2 separate regions of the Anas platyrhynchos genome follow, and region 2 is linked to region 1. The links are chromatin contacts, called in public Hi-C maps. All regions are on one chromosome and are shown on one strand. The core of a region is the stretch at or near the end of the contact, and the rest is flanking DNA. Distances in the headings are between cores, read along the strand shown.

Evidence for each region. A called contact is a pair of places that touch in the nucleus more often than the background predicts.
Region 2: a Hi-C map of F5 follicle shows a contact between it and region 1, with 4 times the contacts expected there. The contact joins the promoter of PROSER1 here to the promoter of COG6 in region 1. A contact is called at or near these places in 7 of 8 Hi-C or Micro-C datasets (F1 follicle, F5 follicle, liver and 3 more).

The regions. Positions count from the first base shown.
Region 1 is chr1:180,298,949-180,301,942 of IASCAAS_PekinDuck_T2T, reverse strand. It overlaps COG6 (component of oligomeric golgi complex 6), which reads left to right and starts at 1,576. Exons shown (of 19, transcript XM_038174145.2): 1 at 1,576-1,784; 2 at 2,906-2,994. The coding sequence starts at 1,674.
Region 2 is chr1:180,589,087-180,591,892 of IASCAAS_PekinDuck_T2T, reverse strand. It overlaps PROSER1 (proline and serine rich 1), which reads right to left and starts at 1,550. Exons shown (of 13, transcript XM_072032587.1): 1 at 1,152-1,550. The coding sequence starts at 1,196. It overlaps NHLRC3 (NHL repeat containing 3), which reads left to right and starts at 1,515. Exons shown (of 7, transcript XM_038178839.2): 1 at 1,515-1,928; 2 at 2,749-2,806. The coding sequence starts at 1,515.

The DNA.
Region 1 (2,994 bases), core at 327-2,826:
TTACGAGCCGTGAGACAGCAGCTGAGTTTTAGGCAGTGATCTCATTACATGATCACATTTGAATATTTTTTTTTAAATCCTTTTTGAGGAAAAATCTAGCCTGTAAACATTAAAATAAATGATTTATTTGCTTGTCATTGTCTTTGTAGATGCATCTAATATTCCTAGACACACACACAATATATATGTGTGTATATATATATAAGCCCTGGTGCTCTTATACAAATGCTTCTCTCAGTTATAGGAGATTAAAATGTGTTCCCTTGATTATTTCTTTTTATTTTTCTTGGGGAACACATGCACAGATAAACACATACTGTTTCAAAATCCTATAGGTTACTGACTTATCTAGAAGTAACCTGGCTCCTGAAACAAATTCATGAAAAGATACACTTCCATCAAGGAGCGTCTGAAAGCAAAAGTGGATGCTTCAAAAGACAGTACATGCACCAACTGACAGAGGAAAACGTTTGTGGTTCCTTATATGTCTGTGGTATAACTTGCTGGATGAGGCTTGGCAATGATCTTATCTTGACACTTGTGGTTCTTTAGATGTTAAAGTCCTTCTGAGTTCAAGGTGTGCCTTTGCTGTGTCAACTCATCCAACAGGTTAATGGCATTGGAATTTTTGTTCAGGCTGGTAGCAATATCCAATTTCAAGTTGGGATGCGATCTTTCTAATAATGGAGTTTTCTTTACATGCTTAAATATAATTGCTCACATCTGTGATGGCATGCACCTGTGACTGCATGTTTTATCTCTTAATTTTTTAAAAAATTAAACCTGTCTAAATCTGTCTAATCTTTTTAAAGCAGATTCCTAACATGGAGAAGGGAGATCCTGGCTCCTGGAAGCTTGGTCAGAAGTAAGGGACGTCTGGGAAGAGGTAATACCAACAAAATAGGGCAGAGACACAGAAGCTAAGGAGGGAAACTAGGTGTCTAAAAACACATGAAGATCTGTTTGCTGACTATCTACAAGAAGAAAATGACATGACAAGAAGAAAACAAACCTCAGAGCTATAATCTGTTTCAGTAAATGAATGGCCAATGTAAGATCTCCCCATTTTGACATGCTTTTACTTTCATTTGTATAACAATAGCCCATTTCTTTTACATTTCTTTTTTTAGTTACACTCATTTACACAGCAAGCATGAAATGAATACAGCCATGCGACCTCAGGAAGATAATCTTTTTTCTTATCACAAATCTCCAAATTTTCCTTGTTCCCTAAGAACTGCAGGTACCAGGGGTCGTGTATTTTGGTCTCATAACCAACCCGAATGGTAACGAACCCCATTTCAGATACTAACAAAGTATGTTTGCAGGATTACAGATAGGTATTCCAGGAATGCAGCGTGTAAGTAAAACAGAGAAATCTTTTACAATTCCAACTTTAAAAGGTTAATCTTTCAAAGCCCCTCGGCGGCCTCTGTGAGCCCGTGTCCCCTCCGCGCCCCCCAGACGGACTCAACTCGGCTCCCGCCCTGCAAGCTGCAGGATCTCGGGACCGTAGCCGGCACCACGCTTGTGGAGCAGGCAGAGGGTGACTTTCTGTGTGTCTGTCGGTGCCTGTCTGTCTGTCTGCCTGTCACACAGCGCCAGCCTTGCAGGAGGAACCAAAGCCCGGGGAGCGCGTTTCCTCGGGAGCCGCTCCGCCGCCGCACGCAGCCATGGCCGACACCGCCGCCCCGCCGCAGGTCGCAGCCCCGGCGGGCCCCGGCATCAACCCGCTGGCCCGAAAGCTCAATAAAATCCTGGAGACACGGCTGGACAACGACAAGGTGGGGAGCCGGGCTCCGGCACCGCCGCTGAGGGGGGCCAAGGGGGCGGCAGAGCCGGGCCGGGGGCCGCAGGGCCCCCGCAGGCTCCCCGAAGGGAGAAGGGAGCCCCCGGCGCTGTCCCCGGGGGCAGGCAGGGGTCTGCAGTGGGAATTGGGGATAAAAGTTGGGTTTTGGCCCCTCGGGGTATGCCCCGCATCGCTGCCCGTGCTGGGGACGCTGGTGCCACGTAGTTGGGGTGGCACCGCTGAGGCTTCTCCTGGTTGAGGTGTTTTGTAGTCGTGCTTTAACCAGCTGTGAGCTTTCTGGTTAAAGCAGTTATAAAGGAAAAAAATAAATAGATAAGAGTCTGTTAAAACATATACAAAGACGAGAGACCTGAGCCGGCAGTGTGGCCAGGTGGCCAAGGAGGCCAACGGCATCCTGGCTTGTGTCGGGAGCAGTATGGCCAGCAGGAGCAGGGAGGTGATCGTCCCCCTGTATTTGGCTCAGGTGAGGCCGCACCTCGAGTACTGTGTTCAGTTTTGGGCCCCTCGCTACAAGGACATGGAGGCCCTGGAGCGTGTCCAGAGCAGGGCTACGGAGCTGGTGAGGGGCCTGGAGCACAAGGCCTGTGAGGAGCGGCTGAGGGAGCTGGGGGTGTTTGGGCTGGGGAAGAGGAGGCTCAGGGCAGACCTCATTGCTCTCTGCAACTGCCTGAAAGGAAGGGGTGGGGAGCTGGGGGTCGGCCTCTGCTCACAGGTAACCAGTGACAGGACCAGAGGGAATGGCCTCAAGCTGTGCCAGGGGAGGTTCAGGTTGGCAGTGAGGAGACATTTCTGCTCAGAAAGAGCAGTCAGGCACTGGGACGGGTTGCCCAGGGAGGTGGTGGAGTCACCGTCCCTGGGGGTATTCAAGAAGAGGTTGGACGTGGTGCCTGGGGACATGGTTTGGTGGGTGACATTGGTGGTAGGGGGATGGTTGGACCAATTGATCTTGAAGGTCTTTTCCAACCTTCATGATCCTGTGATTCTATACTGTACCTTTTTGTCTAAAGCAGTGAATTTGGGGTGGCTGCAGACTGTGCAATGTGCTTCTTTATAACCTAGTGAAATGTTAATTTAATTTGCCTTTCTACTTTTTAGGAAATGCTGGAAGCACTCAAGGCTCTCTCAACCTTTTTTGTTGAAAATAGCTTGCGGACCCGAAGAAATTTGCGTGGAGACATTGAACG
Region 2 (2,806 bases), core at 301-2,800, 290 kb before region 1:
GCCCTTCCTTTCCTCACCACCACAGCTTTACCAGCACACTAGTGACATACATCACCCCTGATTTAATGTTTCAGCTACAGCAAAATGCCTCACCCCAGGTTTGCACTTCCCACACAAGGCAGGAATTATCCTTTTATTTGTCTCTCAGTTCCTGAAGGGTCCAGACATTTTTTTCTACCTCCTTGTCCACTTCCAGCAGTTGGGGAATTGCCCTAAACACTGACCTCTAGCTCCTCTGTTAAAAGCAAGCCTCTGTGCAGAAAGAAGTGAGAGCACCTGTCAGATAACGGGAAGCCTAGGTTCCACAGAATCACAGAACCATCTAGGTTGGAAGAGACCTCCAAGATCACTGAGTCCAACCTCTGACCTAACACTAAGTCCTCCACTAAACCGTATCCCTAAGCTCTACATCTAAACGTCTTTTAAAGACCTCCAGGGATGGTGACTCCACCACTTCCCTGGGCAGCCCATTCCAATGCCTAACAAGGCTTTGTTTGTGTCTCTGCTTCCCACATCAAGCAAATATTTTGCTCAGGGCATTTTTAACAGGTGATGTGCAAAGAGAGCCCATGAAGGGGACCAAAATCCAGGACTCCACAACCTGGAGGAAGGCATGCACGTGTTCCTGAGCAGGGGGAGATCACAGAATGCATCTTGGTCATCAGCTCTCTTATGTGTTTAATCTCCTAAATATATACAAAATATATCTCACATTATAAACCCACTTCTCCAGATGAACTAAGCAAATGTCCTCCCCTCAATTAAGAACTATTAGGCTAATTTGGCTTTTCATCCTCCTCTACCTTGACAGAGAAGAAGTCATGATAACTTATTCCAATGTTTATTTCAGACGAGCATTTTTTCAAGTACATCTGGTCCATGCTTTCAGCAGTGAACTAACATCACATCACTTTTCTCAGAGAATAGAAGTATCTCAAACAGAGCAAGCACATCACAACAGCCTTACGCTATTATATTTGATATACAATGACTAGGATATAGCAATAACACAGGATTATAGTTTTTCAAACTGAAGTGCAATTTAGTCTTTATTGGAGCCTCGAGTGATTATTAAAGAACACAAATGAACGCGGTGTGTTCATCATATTCTAGATGAAATGGTTAATCTGGCATGCAAAACGAAAAGTTACCTTTCTAATTTCATCCAGCACGGTCTCAAACGATTTCTTATCCATCTTTATTAGTTCATTCAATGCAGATACACGAAAAGGGTAGGGGAAAAAAAAAAAAAAACTCCAGGCCAAAGATTTCAACGAGAGGATATATAAAAATATATATAATTAGCTAAGATATATAGATTAGTTAAAAATTTATAGATTAGTTAAAAAAAACACCGAGCAGGACAGGCGGCCCGGGCTCTCCCCAGCCCCTGAGGCTAGCGCTGACGGCTCTGCACGGCGGCTGGCCGCGGGACAGACGGACAGGGACAGACGGGCAGCAGCGGGGCCATCCCGCTCGCCATGGCCCAGCAGCGAGCTGAGGCGAGGCGATGAGAAGCTCCGCTGCCCCGGTCCTGCCGCTCTGCTGGGCGCGCCGCTGTGACGCCAAATGTGGGCACCGCTCGCCTTCCGCGCTGCCTGAGGAGAAGCAGCACCCCCGAGGCGGCCTCGCAGCTCTCCCGGCTCCTCAGAAACGCCGCACGCAGCGCGGAGCCTTACCCCCGTGCGCCTCCTCCTCCTCCTCCTCTCCTCAACCCCGCCAGGCCGGCGCCATTTTGGGCACCCCGCCGCCATTTTGTGGGCGGGCGCTGCCCGGGGCCCAAGCCGCTGTCACGGGGCTGCCATGGCAACGCCGCCCGCCCGGCACGGCCCGGCCTCGCCTCCATGAGGGGGAAGCGGGCGCTGGGGCCGTGGCTGGTGATGGCGGGCGCCCTGCTGGTGCTGCTCGGCCTCATCGGGGGCTCGCAGGTGGGCGGGGGGGCGCCGGCATGGCCCCGGGGGGAGTCCGGTGTGTGTGGGGAGGGTGTCGGGGTGTGTGTGGGGAGGGGGGCGCCGTGGCAGTTTGTGGCGTTCTGGATTCCGATCCACGGAGCCCTACCTCCAGCGGACAGCAACATTAAAAGGTTTTTAGTCACCAGCGATTCCCCGTTTTGTGAGTGCTCAGCTCCAGCCGGATCCCTCAGCGCTGAGGTCCCCGCCCGGTGCTTGCAGGAGAGCAGCTGTGCTCCCTTCCCTTCCTCGGCTCTGCCAGCACAGCCAAAAAGCTGCAGCTGCTTTCCTTCCATCGCATTTTAAAGTGCTGAAGCTGTGCTGTTCCTACTTACGCTTCCTCATTTCTATGGTGTAGCTTTCCTCCTTGATCTGTGCTGTCCTATTTTTCCGATTTCATTGTTTTTTTGAAGTAGTTATTGATTCTGTTGCATTTGAAACCTTCTCTCCTGTTTTCCTCTTTGGTGTGGGTCCATTGACAGGTAGCAACAGCAACTTCGATACAAGGAGTTTCAGGGTGTGTTTTTTGCCTTCAAGTTCCAGAGCTTCCCCAATCCAACCGGCTTTGTTACTTAATTTTCAGTTTGTTAAAGTTTTCTCAATTATAGTCCAAAATGATAACTAAAAACCTGTTTCTGTTTACCTTTATAACCTGAATAAATCCATTTACTTACTACTGTAAGTACAGTTACTTTCTATTGCCGGTTCTGATCCTCACATTTATTAAAACTGGATGTAAACAAACATCCCACCGTTGTATAATCTAACTGCTAATGGATATGTATTTTTGTATTGTCAGGTGTTGAAAGCATTTGATTACTTCTATCCTTCGAAGGGACAGCAACAGATGTACAAGC